2 separate regions of the Pan troglodytes genome follow, and region 2 is linked to region 1. A link is a contact called in public HiChIP or PLAC-seq data. All regions are on one chromosome and are shown on one strand. The core of a region is the stretch at or near the end of the contact, and the rest is flanking DNA. Distances in the headings are between cores, read along the strand shown. Region 1 holds the start of TMEM59L (transmembrane protein 59 like). Region 2 holds the start of COMP (cartilage oligomeric matrix protein).

What was found. HiChIP or PLAC-seq counts read pairs in DNA pulled down with a chosen protein or histone mark.
Region 2: a contact with region 1 is called in an H3K4me3 HiChIP or PLAC-seq map of stem cell-derived excitatory neurons, with 4 times the contacts expected there. The contact joins the promoter of COMP here to the promoter of TMEM59L in region 1. A contact is called at or near these places in 1 of 7 Hi-C or Micro-C datasets (induced pluripotent stem cells) and 1 of 1 datasets of contacts at active chromatin or transcription factors (stem cell-derived excitatory neurons).

What each region holds. Positions count from the first base shown.
Region 1 is chr20:21,259,644-21,267,270 of NHGRI_mPanTro3-v2.0_pri, forward strand. TMEM59L (transmembrane protein 59 like) reads left to right here and starts at 4,699. Exons shown (of 7, transcript XM_016935537.4): 1 at 4,699-4,984; 2 at 5,727-5,871; 3 at 5,959-6,050. The coding sequence starts at 4,811.
Region 2 is chr20:21,441,216-21,448,842 of NHGRI_mPanTro3-v2.0_pri, forward strand. It overlaps COMP (cartilage oligomeric matrix protein), which reads right to left and starts at 3,473. Exons shown (of 19, transcript NM_001098565.1): 1 at 3,359-3,473; 2 at 3,018-3,103; 3 at 2,730-2,781; 4 at 2,111-2,283; 5 at 1,320-1,457; 6 at 999-1,073; 7 at 752-910; 8 at 570-674; 9 at 372-479. The coding sequence starts at 3,437.

The DNA.
Region 1 (7,627 bases), core at 3,449-5,948:
TGAGGGGGGCTCAGGAGCCCCCATTTGTCTGCCCAAGACTGAAGCCCCACCCTCTCCTACTTAAATCTCCAGTTCAGACTCCAGACTGTCAAAAAACAAGATTGGGGGATGGGAGCCTATAGGGGCCCAGGGCGCCCCTTCTCCGTCTGAATTCTGGATGGAGAAGACAGACAAGGAGAGACGCTGCCATTTACTTCGGGAAACCAGGCCTTTTGTGCCTCAGTTTCTTCCTCTGCACAGTGGGCACCACTCAGCCTAGGAGCTTCTGTGGGAAGACGCAGGGCAGCAGAAGTCTCTACAATCCAAGCCCTTAGCACAGCACTGGAGGATATCCTGGAGCAGAGGTGACCCCCAGCCCTGCTTGTCCCCTTTGAAACATGGAGCCATAGTCCCACCTGCCAGGGGACCCAGAGGGTTAAGTGGAGGTGGCAGTTCTTGGCTGGAATGGAGTTTTTAGGATACTCACCACTACTCCCCCATGGCTCCTGTCTGCAGATGCTCTCTGTGTGGATAGAGACGCCTCACCCCCTCCTGGGAGGACTTCAGGCTTCTGGAGCAAAACCTTGATTTTTTCCCCCCTCCATTTCTGCTTCTCTTCCAGTCATTTTGGTTTTGGGAAAGGGCTCTCCCATCCATCCAGGTGCTCAGGCCAGAGACCTGGAAGCGCACGTGACAACTCTCTCCTTCACTCATCCCTCATGTCCAATTTATCAGCAAATCCTGTTGGCTCTGATTCCAAAACACATCTCCATTCTGAGACGCTGACCCCTTCTTCCCACCCCATTCAGATCCAGGCCCCATGGTCTCCCTCAGGGATGCTTCCCGGCCTCCTCCAGGGCCTGCCTGATAACCCTTCTGCCTTTCTCGGCACACCAGGCAGAGGGAGCTTTTAAAAGAAGAAAAAGCAGATCTTTGTCCTGCCACCCTCTCGCCATCCTCTCCCCTCCTCTTCTTCCCTCTCCTCTTCCCCCTCCTCTCCCTCATTCCGCCCCAGCCACTGGAGCCCTGTTTCCCCAAACATACCAGGCTTGTTACTATCGAAGGGCCTCTGCGTGTTGGCTGTTCCCTCTGCTGGAATGCTGTTCCCCACATCTTCCCCAGTTGGCCCTTTCTCTTCCATCACGTCACAGGATTAGTGCCACCTCCTCAGAGAGGCCCTCCACCCTTCCCCCAGCACTCTCCCTCTCCTTCACTTTGTTTTATTGTTTTTGAAACACAACTCTTCCAACCATTTCATTTCTTGTGCAACTGATTTTCTTTAGACTGTGGGCAGCCTCAGCCCCTTTGGACCCCAGTGGTGGGCCCAGTGAGGGCTGAAAGCGAAGCACTCACTAAATATTTGTAAAAGTAAAGGATGGAGAACTCTTACTCCCTCCAAGTAGCAAGAAAACTCAGTCCTAGCAAGTCATGCTGCCTGGGGTCCTAGCCTGGCCCACACTCTCTGTCTTGCTGTGTGACCCTAGCCAGTAGACATCCCTCTCTTGTTCTTACCAACAGAAGGGGAAGGACCATTTTCCAATCCTGCCCAGCCCCACCCTGGAGTGTGACTTCTGCCCTTGGGTGATCTTTACCCCACACCTTTGACTTCAGGGAAAGGGAATTGACCCCAGAGTGCATCCTTCCCGGCCCTTAGGGCCCCCAGAAGTTTAACCCTTTCCTCCCCAGTTCCATTATCTCCTTGAGGACAAAAGGGAGCTAGCGTCAATGGAACTTCTGGCAAATATTGACCCAAGTCCTTGAAGTTGGCTGGGAATGTGTAAGGGGCAGAAGGAGGGAGGGCCTCCCCTTGGGCAGAGGGAGGGCCTCCCCTTGGGCTGGGGGAGGGACCCCTCCTTAGTCCTGCACCCTCCACTCCAAGGTCACCTCTGGATGAGAGGTATTAGGTTGCGGGGGGGCCTCCATCCCCAGCTCCCTCGTGATTCCAGGGCCCTGAGGGTGCACCAGGGAGGGGGCAGTGGAAATGGCACCTTCAGGGTCCTGTGGGGACCCACAACCACTGGGAGTGAGGAAGGCTGAGAGCTGCCTCTCCCATTCTGAAAGCCCCGTGCTCAGGGCCCCCCAGTATGGGATTAGCTACCTGGTGTTCCAGGCAGGTGCTTTCAGGAATTAAGGGGCAGTGAGGGTCTGGACACCTGGTTCAGGGTCTGTGGTACAGGAAAGTGGGGCCCGTGTGTACCTAGGCTTTATAATTTCTGCCCTGGAGGCTGAGCCTGGGGAGAAGCAATGCCTGGGTGCTCAGTGTAATGCACACTGGACTTCAGGCACTGGAGGCGGGACCTGGGGAGTTGCAGACCTGCCTAGGGGACCTGCCTGGGAAGTTGCAGGCCTGCCCCAGGGAGGCCAGTTTCCCTGCCCATCTGTACCTTGAGAAGCCTCTGAAGTCTGGGTCCCAGGAGACACCAGCTGCTTTAGGGGGGCAGCCACATCCCTCCTTCCTCCCCCAACAACCCTCAGCAACCACCACCGGCGCCATGGTGCTCTGCCTCCTCCCTAGCCTGTACCCTGCTTGGAGGTGGGGGTCAGCAGGGTCGTGGTGAGGGCGGCAAGGGACAAAGGGTGCTTGTCCGCTGCCCGCCTTGACCTCGGCTGCTGTGGCTTCCCGGACGCCTGGCCTGCCGCTGATTCACGCCCAGGCCGGCCTCAGCGCCCCCCGCCTGCCGCCCCCCGCCAGGCCGCCCCGGGGGGTAGGAAGTGGGGGGGGGGCGAGGGCGGCGCCGAGTCAACTTTCCCTCTTAAGCCCCGAAGGAATGTCGGCGGATTTCCTGAAACCCGACCCTGGCCGCCCGCCGGCCCTCCCGCCCCTCACCTGGACCGGCTCCCCCGGGAACAGCAGGAGGGGCGCGGGGGCTCACCTTGGGGGCTGGGGTCAAGTCCTCTTTCCGCTCGCCCCCCCCAGCGGCCTAGTGCAGCGGAAAGGGGGCTGGGTGGGCGGCAATCAACCTCTTTCCCTTCTCCCCTCAGGCGACCTGGGTGATCGACCCACTCCTCCAGCCTCAGTTTCTCCTTCTGCAAAAGGGCGCGGGGTGTCCCTCCTCCCTGATGCGTTTTAAGCAATGCCCAAAGGTCACCTCCCATCATTGGCAGGGCTCTGCCAGCTTTTCTTTGCTTCTCTCCCTGTCACCTGGACAGAACCACTTTGCAGTCTGAGCATCAGTTTCCTCACCCATATAAAAGGGCAACGCTACCGGTACCTGTCTTATACGGTTGTTGCAAGAAAAAGTGTTTCGTTGGAATGAATGAAAGACAGTAATTGTGGAGGGGTTAGGCGCGCGCGGGCCTCTGGAATTAACATGTGTGGGCTTGAATCCTGACTTTGCCAACGCGTCCCGGAGCCTAAGTTTCCCACCTGTGAAATGGGGGACAGTATTGGTCATAACGCACAGGGCTGTTTCCCAAGGTGCGGGCCTGGCGCGCGGGTGGGTTAGAAGCGGAATTCTCCTGCTGGATTCTGGCGCAAACTGCGGGCTGGAGGCCCTCGCCGCCGGGTCGCAGCGACCTAGCATGGGAGGGGAGGGGAGGGGCGGGGCGGGGCGGGGGAGGGGCCGCACCGGGATCCAGATGTTCGGGGTCCGCCAGGCACAGCCGCGCCTGATTAAGCCACGTGGGGGCCGGCCGGGGGCCGCTGAGATGAAAGCGCGGCCGCAGGCCAGAGGAGGGGGTGCGCCAGGCCCCCACCCGGGACACCCTCTTCCCAGGCCGGAACCTGAGCCGCCCTCTGACCCGCAGACCCTGCGAGGCTGCCGCCCCGTCTGCGGGGGCGGAGCGTAGGTGGGGGACCTGCGGGCTGCTGAGCGGCGCTGCAGGCACCTGCGCCAGGCATGCCAGCGAAAGCGGGGGCATCTTTGCAGAGGATCCGGGTTTAGAGGGGCGTCCCCACTCCCTTATCTGGCGGAGAGGAAGCTGGGGGTACCCTCTAACCGAGATTCGGCTCCTGGGGCTACAGTCCATCGCCCTGGGGTGTGATGGTTATGGAAGTCAGAAGTGTCGCTATTTGCCCCGTTTTCCCATGAGAATTAGACATTTTAGCATCACCCCCTCCCCTTGCTCCTGAGCGTACCTCTGTGTCCCCTCCCACTAAGCCCCAGCCCAGGGGTCTCCAGCCTTGAGGAGACAGGGCCAGATTCCCTAGGTCAGTGGATCAGGGCTGGGCCAGAGGGAGGCGAGGCTGAAGGAGCAAGGGAGGGGCTCAGAGGGCTTCCCGGAGGAGGCAAACTGCGCGCAAGTTGTCTCCTTTCTAACCTGGGTGTCAAAAGAGAAGATGCCAGGACTCAGCTGCCGGGTCCTGCGGCTCTCACCTTCCTCCCTCTCCGTTCCCTGGTTGGACTCCAGCCCCATCGCCCTCCCTCCTCCTGCAACAAGCTCTTCCCCTCAGGATCCTCGCTGACCCTTGTAGCCTGGACATCCCTTTCTCCTCTCTCCCGCGTGGTCGGCTCACACGTCGCCTCCTCCGCCAAGCTCTCCGCTCTCCTCGACACCCCTGGCGAATAGTCCCCTCCATCGCATCCCCCTATATATTTCCTTTTGGCCCCAAGCGACAGCAGAGATCCCCCGCCCGTGGGCACCAGAGAGGTGTCCTGGGACCCCCGCGGTGGGATAGACGGTGGGGGCCGCGATGCACCTGCCCCGCCCGACCCGCACGCCTCGGGTGCCGCAGCGCAGCTACCCCGCCCGCTCTCCGCATCTCCCACCCCCCGCTTCCCAGGCTGCCTCGCTCGGGTGACGTCAGCGCCCCGGTCCCCGCCGCAGCCGCTGCATCCTCCGTGCCCGGCCTGAGCTGGAGTCCCCCGCGCCCCCCGCGTTCCGCCCGGCCATGGCTGCGGTGGCGTTGATGCCACCGCCGCCGCTGCTGCTGCTGCTGCTGTTGGCGTCGCCGCCCGCCGCCTCCGTGCCGTCCGCCCGCGATCCCTTCGCCCCCCAGCTCGGGGACACGCAGAACTGCCAGCTGCGGTGCCGCGACCGCGACCTCGGCCCGCGGCCCTCGCAGGTGAGGCGCGTGCGGTGCCAGGTGCCAGCGGGGGACGCGGGATCTCTCCGATGGAGGAGGCGTTGGGATGGGCTTCTCTTGTATGACAGCAGGAGACTTTGGTGGGGGTGTCCGTGGGGAGGTGGGGGTCGGGAATGGGGAGATCTCTCCAGTAGGTGACGGGCTGGGGTTCCCTCTGATGGGGGAGTGCTTGGGGATGCAGGTCCTTGCGATAAGGGGCCGATACCACCTCCCGGGCTCCCTCCACACTCTGCTGGGTAAGGACCCTCTAGCACCCAACCCCCAGCTCCCTCAGGCCTGATGGTCCCCCCACCTCATTCCTCCTCCTCCACATCGTGTTCCCTCCCCACTCAGAGCTACCAGCCCCTACTCATACCACCACTCCCCAGGATTCAAGCCTGATCTGCGTGTGACCAAAACCCCCTCCTCTGAGCCTCCCCCTCCTCCTCCAGGTCTGAGAATCCTTCTCCATGTCTCCCCTCCTCCCTGGAACCTAGTGGGGGGAAGGCTCATTTCTCTCCACCTTCACTGTCCATTTCTCTTCTCAAGCTCCCTCCCCATCTCCCTCCTCAGAGCTAAGAGCCCCCACTAATATTTGTAGCCTCTCCCAACTTCATCTCCATCTGGCTAGATGTGGTGGGGAGCGGGGAAGCCTTTCCCTGCCTCTGCTGAATGCTCCGGTCCCCCCACCCTCCTCCTGCCCCTCCCCATGGCCTGAGCTCCCTGTCCTCCCCTCCCCCAGGCGGGGCTGGAGGGCGCCTCCGAGTCTCCCTATGACAGAGCCGTTCTGATCAGCGCTTGCGAGCGTGGCTGCCGCCTCTTCTCCATCTGCCGATTTGTGGCCAGAAGCTCCAAGCCCAATGCCACCCAAACTGAGTGTGAAGCAGGTGAGGGCTCGCCGGCAGGGTGGGCCAGGGTGGGGAGAGTAGGCCTGGGAAGGGCCGTCCCCAGTCACCCACTCCCACCTCCCACAGCCTGCGTGGAAGCCTATGTGAAGGAGGCAGAGCAGCAGGCCTGTAGCCATGGCTGCTGGAGCCAGCCCACGGAGCCTGAGCCGGAGCAGAAGGTGGGCCTCCCACTGCGGCCTGGGGTCCCTTTTCCCAATACCCCCACCCGCTTCACCCCGTGGGAAATCTTCATTCACGTGCAGAGGCTCTGCCAGACTCTGCCTTCTATACCAGGCCTGCAGGGCAACCTCCATCCAGCCCCGTCATGTCTCCAGCCTTAGTTACATGCAACAATGCCCCCCATGCCCCACCACCTTTTCAGGAATAAGTGGCAGAAAACAGCCATCATTTATCAAACATCTGTCCTGGTTCGGGCCTGACTTCAAACTGTCCCAAATGTTTTTGTGTCACTTGGAGGCACAAGGGACAATGTCACCCTCATTTAGTGCCCAAGGGGCAACCTCCCAGGTCATACACAGGGCTGTGCAAGGAGCGAGATTTGAAGCCACCAGAGCTGTGGCCACTCCTCACCTCACTCCTCTTAGGCGCCCCCAGAGCTGCCAGGTGCTGGTCTAAGCCCTTCCCCTGTGATGAGCTGGTGGTCACTGTCACCTGGAGGGGCTCAGAACTGTGGCTCAGGGTAGAGCAGGCTTGCCTCGCAAGCACGCACACACTGCCTTATGGGAGAAATAATAATGGTTCATCTATTGTAGTCCAAGCAATGCTGCATCAGGGGAAACTGAGGCACAGAAAATCATGTAGCATAGCCAGAGACCTAGGGGCTGGGACTCCCCAGAAAGCCCTTTCCCCACTTCCCCCATTTTCCTCCACCCCTTCCCAGCTTTCACTGCTGTTCAGAAAAGCTCACTGCACTGTCAGCCCTTCCAATTCAGAGCTCCCTCTTATTTATTTATTTATTTATTTATTGAGATGAAGTCTTGCTCTATTGCCCAGCCTGGAGTGCAATGGTGCAATCTTGGCTCACTGCAGCCTCCGCCTCCTGGGTTCAAGTGGTTCTCCTGCCTCAGCCTCCTTTGTAGGTGAGATTACAGGCACCCACCACTACAATCGGCTAATTTTTGTATTTTTAGGAGAGACAGGGTTTCATCATGTTGGCCAGGCTGATCTTGAACTCCTGACCTCAAGTGATCTTCCCACGTCGGCCTCCCAAAGTGCTGGGATTACAGGCATGAGCCACCATGGCCGGCCATCAGACCTCCGTCTTGACGCTGTCAAAATAAGAATAATGAGGATGATGATATTTTTAGTAATACGGACTACTACGCATTAAGTGCCTGTGCCGTGCCAGGCACTTGGCAGGCATCCTCTAGTTGAAATTTCATGGCTACTCCATGAAGGAAGAGAACGATACCCATTTTAGGGCTCAGAGAGCACAATCCACTTCCCTAAGGGTACACAGGAAGCCAACTGCCACGCTGAGATCTGTGTTCACTATAAGAAGTCCTATTGGCCCAAATCACTTAGCCACATCCAATCCAAGTGAATTCTCCTAGCTCCTCTCCTGTTAGTTTATTTATTCATTTATTTATTTGAGATGGAGTCTCACTCTTTCACCCAGGCTAGAGTTCAGTGGTGTGATCTTGGCTCACTGCAACCTCTGCCTCCTGGGTTCAAGCAAATCTCCTGCCTCAGCCTCTGGAGTAGCTGAGATTCCAGGTGTGCGCCATCATGCCTG
Region 2 (7,627 bases), core at 2,223-4,722, 180 kb after region 1:
TCTTTTCTTTTTTCTTTTTCTTTTTCTTTCTTTCTTTCTTTCTTTCTTTCTTTCTTTCTTTCTTTCTTTCTTTCTTTTTTTTGAGACAGAGTCTTGCTCTGTCGCTAGGCTGGAGTGCAGTGGCGCGATCTCGGCTCACTGCAACCTCTGCCTCCCGGGTTCAAGCGATTCTCCTGCCTCAGCCTCCTGAGTAGCTGGGATTACAGGCGTGCACCACCACGCCCCGCTAATTTTTGTATTTTTGGTAGAGGAGGGGTTTCACCATGATGGCCAGGATGGTCTCCATCTCTTGACCTCGTGATCCGCCCGCCTCGGCCTCCCAAAGTGCTGGGATTACAGGAGTGAACCACCTTGCCGAGCCGTAGATCTACCTTTTCATTGGGGACCCCGTCCCCGTCGGCATCCGGATCGCAGGCGTCTCCGATGCCATCGCGGTCCACATCCTCCTGCCCTGAGTTGGGCACAGTCACGCAGTTGTCCTGGGGGCGGGCACAGAAGGTGTGAGGGGCGCGGTCATGAAGTCCCGCCCTCCCTCCTGCCCGGGCCCGCCCCGCTCCGCCCCCACCCACCTTACGGCACTGGCGCTCCGGGCAGCGCAGCTTCTCGTCCGGGAAGCCGTCTAGGTCAGTGTCGCGACCACAGAGGATCCCGTTGCCGGCCCAGCCAACGGCACACTGTGGGAGAGTGTAAGTGGGTGCCCTGGAGTGGCCGCCACCCAACCCCGCCTCAAGCCCAGCCCGCCCGCACTCACCACGCACGACCGCGAGCCATCGCGCTCTAGGACGCAGTCTGCATGCTCGTGGCACTCGCTGGGCGAGCCGTCGGGGCAGAAGCGCTGTGCGCGCCGCTGGCAGCCGGACTCCTGGTCGCCCACGAAGCCGGGCTGGCAGGGGCCGCACTGGAAGGAGCCCTGCGCCGGAGCCGCCGGAGGTCAGCGCAGGCCGCCCGCCGCTCGCCCCACCTCCCGCGATCCTTTCTTCCTCCCCAGCGGGCCTTACCCGGGTGTTGATGCACACGGAGTTGGGGACGCAGTTATGTTGCCCGGTCTCACACTCGTTGATGTCCGTGCAAACCTAGGGGAGGGGAACTCAGAGGTCACCACCCCACGCAGACACCTCCGGACCTCCCACCTCCTCCACACTTCCTCCGCATCCTGCCTCTCCCCTCCATCCTGCCCCAAACCGATCAGCCCTGGCGCAGCGGACCCCTCCTCTCCCCACCCCTCCCGCTGGAAGGAGGCTGGAAGAGGAGTTTACTGGTAAACAAAATGGACGCCCCCTTCCCTTCTGCTCCAAAAATGGGGCCCCCACACCCCTCACCTGCTTGTTGGCCTTGGCGAAAGCCAGCCCCACGCCCTCGTGGGTGGGGCCGCTGTACCCCGGCGGGCAAGCCTCGCAGCGGAACCCCGGGCTGGTGTTGATACAGCGGACTCGGGGGAAGCAGGGGTGGGCGTTGCACTGGGGGAGGAGGGGCCACAGAGGGTCAGAGGGCTTCGAGCTGGGCCCTGGGGGCCGCACCTCGTAGTGTCTCGGATGTGGAAAGTTCAAGGGCCATATGCCAGTGCTTGGAGCTCTTCGCCACGTGAGATGGAAGCAATTGTCGCAGGGGTCAGGCACGACTTTGCCTTGATGACGGCAAGGGCGCAACCGGGAGAGGAGAGGAGAGCTGTTCCCTCATGGGCGAGGGGAGGAAGGATGAGGGCGGGCATCCCCAGCAGAGGGGGGCAGGGGTCGTCGGGGCGTGCGTGCCCGGCGGTGGCGGGGGGTCTGGGCGTGCGTTCCCTGGCTGTGGAAGGGTCGTTGGGACTGGCGATCCCCTGCGGCGAGGAGGGTAGCTGGGGCGGACCACCCCTGGCGGTGAGGGAGTCCTCGGGGCGGGCGTCACTAGCTATGGAGGGGGTTGTCGGGGCGGGCGTCCCGGGTGGTGACGGGGATGGTCCTTGGGTTGGGCGTCCCCCCGCGGTAAGGAGGTAGTCTGGCCGTGCGCCCCCGGAGGTGAGAGGCTCTTCGGGGCGAACACTCCCAGTGGAGGAAGGGGTCTCCCGGGCGGCGAGAGATTGGGGGGCGGTAGAGGGAGTCGTCAGGGCGGTGGAGTGTCGGGGCTAGCGCACCTCGTTGACGTCGGTGCAGTGCGAGCCGTTGCCCGTGAAGCCCGCGGGGCAGGGGCCGCAGCGCGCGCCGCTCTCCGTCTGGATGCAGGCCACGCCGGGGAAGCAGAAACCGGGCGCGCAGTGGAGCAGGGGCCGCACGCTGGGTAGGCCGGTGCGTACTGACTGCTGCATCCCTGCGGGGGGGAGGGGGGAGACGCGGCGGGGCTGATCGGTGGCTCGCCCGGGGGCAGAGTCTATCATGGCCACGCCCCGGGGCTGGAGGCTTCCCCTTCCCCCCCACCCCCCGCCCCGGGGCGGCCCGAAATCCTGCGCTGTCCGCGATCCCGCCCCAGAGGCTGCGCGCTCTGACCGCAGGGTCTCCCCGGTCTCTCTCTGAGTCTCTGTCCCGCTTTTCTGCCCCGTGGCGTCTCTCACTTCCCCAAAACTCTCGCACCGCTTCTGTCTGTTTTTGTCTCTGTTTCTACACCCCCCATCCCATTCCCGTTCGTCTCTCCACCTCTCCGTCAGCCTCCATCTCCTTCCGTCTCTTTTCCTCCCCAGCTTTCCCTGGCTCTCTGTCTCTGTCTCTGTGTCTCCGTCTCCCGTCTCTTCTCTCTCCCGACCGCCCCGCCGCGCTCACCGCACGCGTCACACTCCATCACCGTGTTTTTCAGGAACGTGATCTCCCTGACCTGCAGGGGTGGGATGGAATCAGCGGGGTCCCAAACTCTCCTCATCCCTCGGGTCTCCCCTCTCTCTACCCCGGGGTCCCTTTCTACAGCCTCTTTTCGCCAAGGACTCCCTACCCGCCGACCCCCTTCCCTCCCCATCTCCTCTCCACCTTCTCGGGTACTTCCTCTCTCCTCGCTGGGAACTGAGACCCCCTTCCGTTCCCTGGCACTCCCTGCCCCGCACCCGGGCCCCGCACCTGCTGCCGCAGCAGCTCCCGCACGTCCTGCAGCGCCGCGTTGGTTTCCTGCAGTTCCCGAAGCATCTGCGGGCCCAGGTCTGAGCCTGCGGCGGCAGGGGACCTGGTGAGGCGTCATGGGGCCGGGGAATCCCACCACCAACTCCCACCGTCGCAGCGAACCCGGACCTCCGACGCCCCACTGCGCTCCTCTAGTCTCGGTCCCGCCACCTGCTTTCTGCGCCCGGCACGTCCCCTACGAACAGTCCGTGAGCCCCAAACAGCCTGGATCCCGGGCCTCTCACGGGTCCTACAGTCCGTTGTGGGGCCGTGGGCACGGCGCGGGTGCTAACGCGGCTTACCCAACGGGCTCTGGCCCTGTCCGGACGCGCCGAGGGCAGCCAGGGTGAGCAGAAGAACGCAGGCGGTGTCGGGGACCATGGCGGTGGCGGGGAGCTGGGTGGCTGCTCGCTTTCTACCGCCCACGAGGCCCGCGGGGCCTATTTATCCCCAAGGCACGGCCGGCCCCAGGGACGGCCCACCACAGCCCTGCCCAACGTCCAGCCTCAAGGTAAACAGATGGCGCTGGCCCCTGCGTTCAAGTCCCCGCCCGGAATGCCCCGCGAAGTCGCCCGCGGCTGAATTCGACATGGTGGGGAAACTGAGTCCCGGGGTCTGTGGAGAGAGCTGGTGGGGCAGGGAGTCAGGGGGTACTGCCCCCACTTTCATTCACTGTGTGTGTGCGTCTGTGTGTGTGTGTGTGTGTGTGTGTGTGTGTGTGACGGGGTGTGGCTGTATCGCATCCTCTTGCTTCAGTCTCCCATGTAGCTGGGACTACAAGCGTGCACCACCAAGTCCAGCTAATTTATTTTTATTTTTATTTTTATTTTTAGAGACCGGGTCTGGCTATGTCGTGCAGGCTAGTAGTCTCAAACTCCCGGCCTCAAGCGATACTCCCCACATAACTGGGATTACAGGATCCAGCCATAGCATTCAGCTCATTGATTGATTGATTGATTGAGTGCTTGCTGTATGCCAAACCTGAGTTCCAAACAAGGCAGGCTCCATGGCCACGCTCTCAGCTCACACTTGGGGAAACAGAGTCACCAGTGTCTGAAAAAATAGGTCCACCCACTATGGATCAGACTGACTGGCCCTCCACTCCTCCTGAAGTGCTTCAAAACTGGGTAAATTGCCGGGTGCGGTGGCTCACACCTGTAATCCCAGCACTTTGGGAAGCCAAGGCGGGCAGATCACCTGAGGTCAGGAGTTCGAGACCAGCCTGGCTAACATGGTGAAACCCCATCTCTACTAAAAGTACAAAAATTACCCGGGCGTAATTCCTCCCTTACACAATGGAGGTAATAAGTTAATAATTATTAATTAATGATTAATAGTAATGATGATTATGATGATGAATGGAAAATAGGGGAGGGGCAGTTGAGACCGGGGACTCTCAATTTTCCTGCCTCTGTCCAAGGAGGCCGCTTCTGGCCCCAACGCTGGAGGGCTGCAAATGACTCCCCCCAACCCAACTCATTGCTGGTGTTCCCTCCCCTCCCCGTGGTCCCTCGGCTGGTGGAGGAGGGGACAGCGTTCAGGATCTTGCCCCAACCCCTGTCCAAGGGGACAGGCCCACTTGGTTTTCCAATCTGTGCAATGGGGTGTGAGGCCCCCATCTGGAGGGGAGCAAGTTAAAGGGCTCTAGCAAGGGGAGGTCCGGGGCTTCTGTTTGTCCAGGCTGTGCCATACCTTCCAAACTGTGCTCCAGCTGCTGTGGGAACAGCCTGTAATAAAAATAAAAGTTACCACTAACTGGCCAGCCACACTCTGGAGTTACAAAACCCCTTAACCTCCTGGAATCAGTTAACACTCTCCACTCCCACCTTCCAGTACTCACAGCCTCTATTCTATAGACAGAGAAACTGAGGCCCAGAGAGAAAAAGTGACTGGCCTAAGGCCACTGCCCGAGGGCAGGGGTGAATCTAGACTCAGAGCCAGATATCTTTTCTGGAGAGCCTACAGAGAAGTCACCGAGGGCTTCCTGGAGGAGGTAGCAAGGAGACAGACATAAAAGAAAAGGAGGACTTGGATCAGCAGAGGGAAAAGGTGAGGGCAGTTTTGGTGGAGGGAAACATGTGAAGCTTGGAGGTGGGGACATTTCTAGACACATTAATTATTTCACAAACATCAAGGACTGTTGTGTGTCATGTCTCCTGTGCTGGGAGATGGACACACAGGGTGAAGAAGTCAGACCCAGTCTCTCCTTCAAATGGGGAGCCCAGTGGGCTCATGGCTGTGACGGGACACACAGACAATGGTAGGAGCCCCCAGGAAATTGATCTGTTTGAAAGGGGATGGGTCAGGGTGGGCTTCTGGAGGAGGAGGGACCACCAAGCTGAGGACTGGATGATGAGGAGGACACAGCCAGGCAGAGGTAGCAGAAAGTCATTCCAGGTAGAGGAAACAGCATAGGCAAAGGCCCTGAGGCAGGAACCAACCTGGCCCGTTGGATGGACTGACCTCAAGGTGACAAGCTCTTGGGGCTCAGTGAGAAGCAGGAGATGAGGCTGTGTGTGAAAGGGCAGTGCTGGTGGTGTGGGGCTCCAGTGGTCTCCCGAGGGTAATGGGGAGCCACAGAGAGTGCGTGAAGAGAGACAGGCCTGTAAATGGAGTGTTGGTGGAAGCAGCTGGTCCCAGCCAGAGCATTTCCAATGAAGCCTGTCCTCAATAGTGCCTGCCCTGCCTGCTGCCTACATTGGGGCCATGAGCTCACCTCCTGTTTTCCTTGGCCTTCAGCACACCTGGGGGCCGCTCCCGGCAGCACTGGAATTCTCGGGAAAACCACAGCTCCAGTGGGGCCTGGGGGCTGGCATATGCTGCACACAGCTAGGACAGGAGCACATGGAAGCCAGGCCCCTGCCACAGGCTGGTCACAGTGCTGGGGCTTGGACACACGTGGCCTTATCCATGGCTGGGCCACGGGGAGTTGCAGGGAAGGGCATTCCAGGCGGAGGGAACTACAAAGGTGGAGTTCCTGAGGGTGTCCCAAGATCGGACAACAGAGGCCCGGAAAGGGGATGTCTGGGGTCACACTCCTGCCTCCTGGATCTCGCCAGCCCTGAAATCCCCCTTCTAGGCAGCAGTCCCCTCCTCCTGTGCACAGCACACTTGCCTCAGATTACAGAATAACTCACTGTAGGTGTCATTCTGGGCCTTTGTACCTGCTGTTCCCCCCACCTCGTACAAACTCCTCCATCCTTCAAGGTCCAGCTATAATGTCCCCTCCTCCAGGAAGCCTTCCCTGCTGATATTCTCCGGATAACCTTCCAGCCTAGCCCTGATCCTCGGGACTGTGAGTGTCTGTGGTTTGCTCTGTCCCTCCGAGCCTGAAGGGCTCCCACCCAGGGGCCTGGACTGGTGTAGAAAGGTTAGGTTGGAGGGTTTGGTGAGCCGGGACAGCATCCCTATGATTCGTGTTCATTACTATTCTTTTTTTTTTTTTTTTGAGATGGAGTCTCACTTTTATCGCCCAGCTGGAGTGCGATGGTGCAATCTCGGCTCACTGCAACCTCTGCCTCCTGAGTTCAAGTGATTCCCCTGCTTCAGTCTCCTGAGTAGCTGGGATTACCGGCACCTGCCACCACGCCCAGCTAATTTTTTTATATTTTTAGTAGAGACGGGGTTTCACCATGTTGGCCAGGTTGGTCTCGAACTTCTGACCTCAGGTGATCCACCTGCCTCAGCCTCCCAAAGTGCTGGGATTACAGGCGTGAGCCACCGCGCCTGGCCATTACTACTTTTTATAATTAATGTAATGTCATTACTATTTTTTTTCTTTTTTAAAATAGAGATGGGGGTCTTATTATGTTGCCCAGGCTAGTCTCGAACTCCTGGGCTCAACAGATCCTCCTTCCTCGGCCTCTCAAAACCCTGGGATTTCAGCCACTGCACCCAGCCAACATTATCATATGAATCCTAGTAACCCCTGCCACCTCTGTACTTGATATGGCAGGGAAGGGGGCCACACAGCCTGGGTTCAAATATTGGTGAGCATGGCCTTACTGTGTGACCTAGGTCACTTAACCTCTCTGTGCTTCAGTTTTCTCACCCATAAAATGAGGATGATCACTGTTGAGAGGATTGAATGAGCTGACCCATGGAAATCCTTCAGCCCAGCACCCAGCTCCAGTGCTACTAGCGTGCTTATTCCATATGAAATTTATACACCGTGGGCCAGTGTGGTGGCTCACACCTATAATCCCAGCACTTTGGGAGGCCACAGCAGGTGGATCACCTGAGGCCAGGAGTTCGAGACCAGTGTGGCCAACGTGAAACTCCATCTCTACTAAAAATACAAAAATTAGCTGGACGTGGTGGCGCGTGCCTGTAATCCCAGCTAATCGGGAGGCTGAAGCAGGAGAATCACTTGAACCGGGGAGGCAGAGGTTGCAGTGAGCCGAGATCACATCACTGCACTCCAGCCTGGGCAACAGAGCGAGACCTTGTCTCAAAAAAACAAAACAAAACAAAAAAACTTATACCCTGTGCCTGTTGCTTATACCTCAGATCATTCTTATTTCTATCTTACTCAGAGAGGAGAAGAGACAGTCTGAGGTCACACAGCCAGA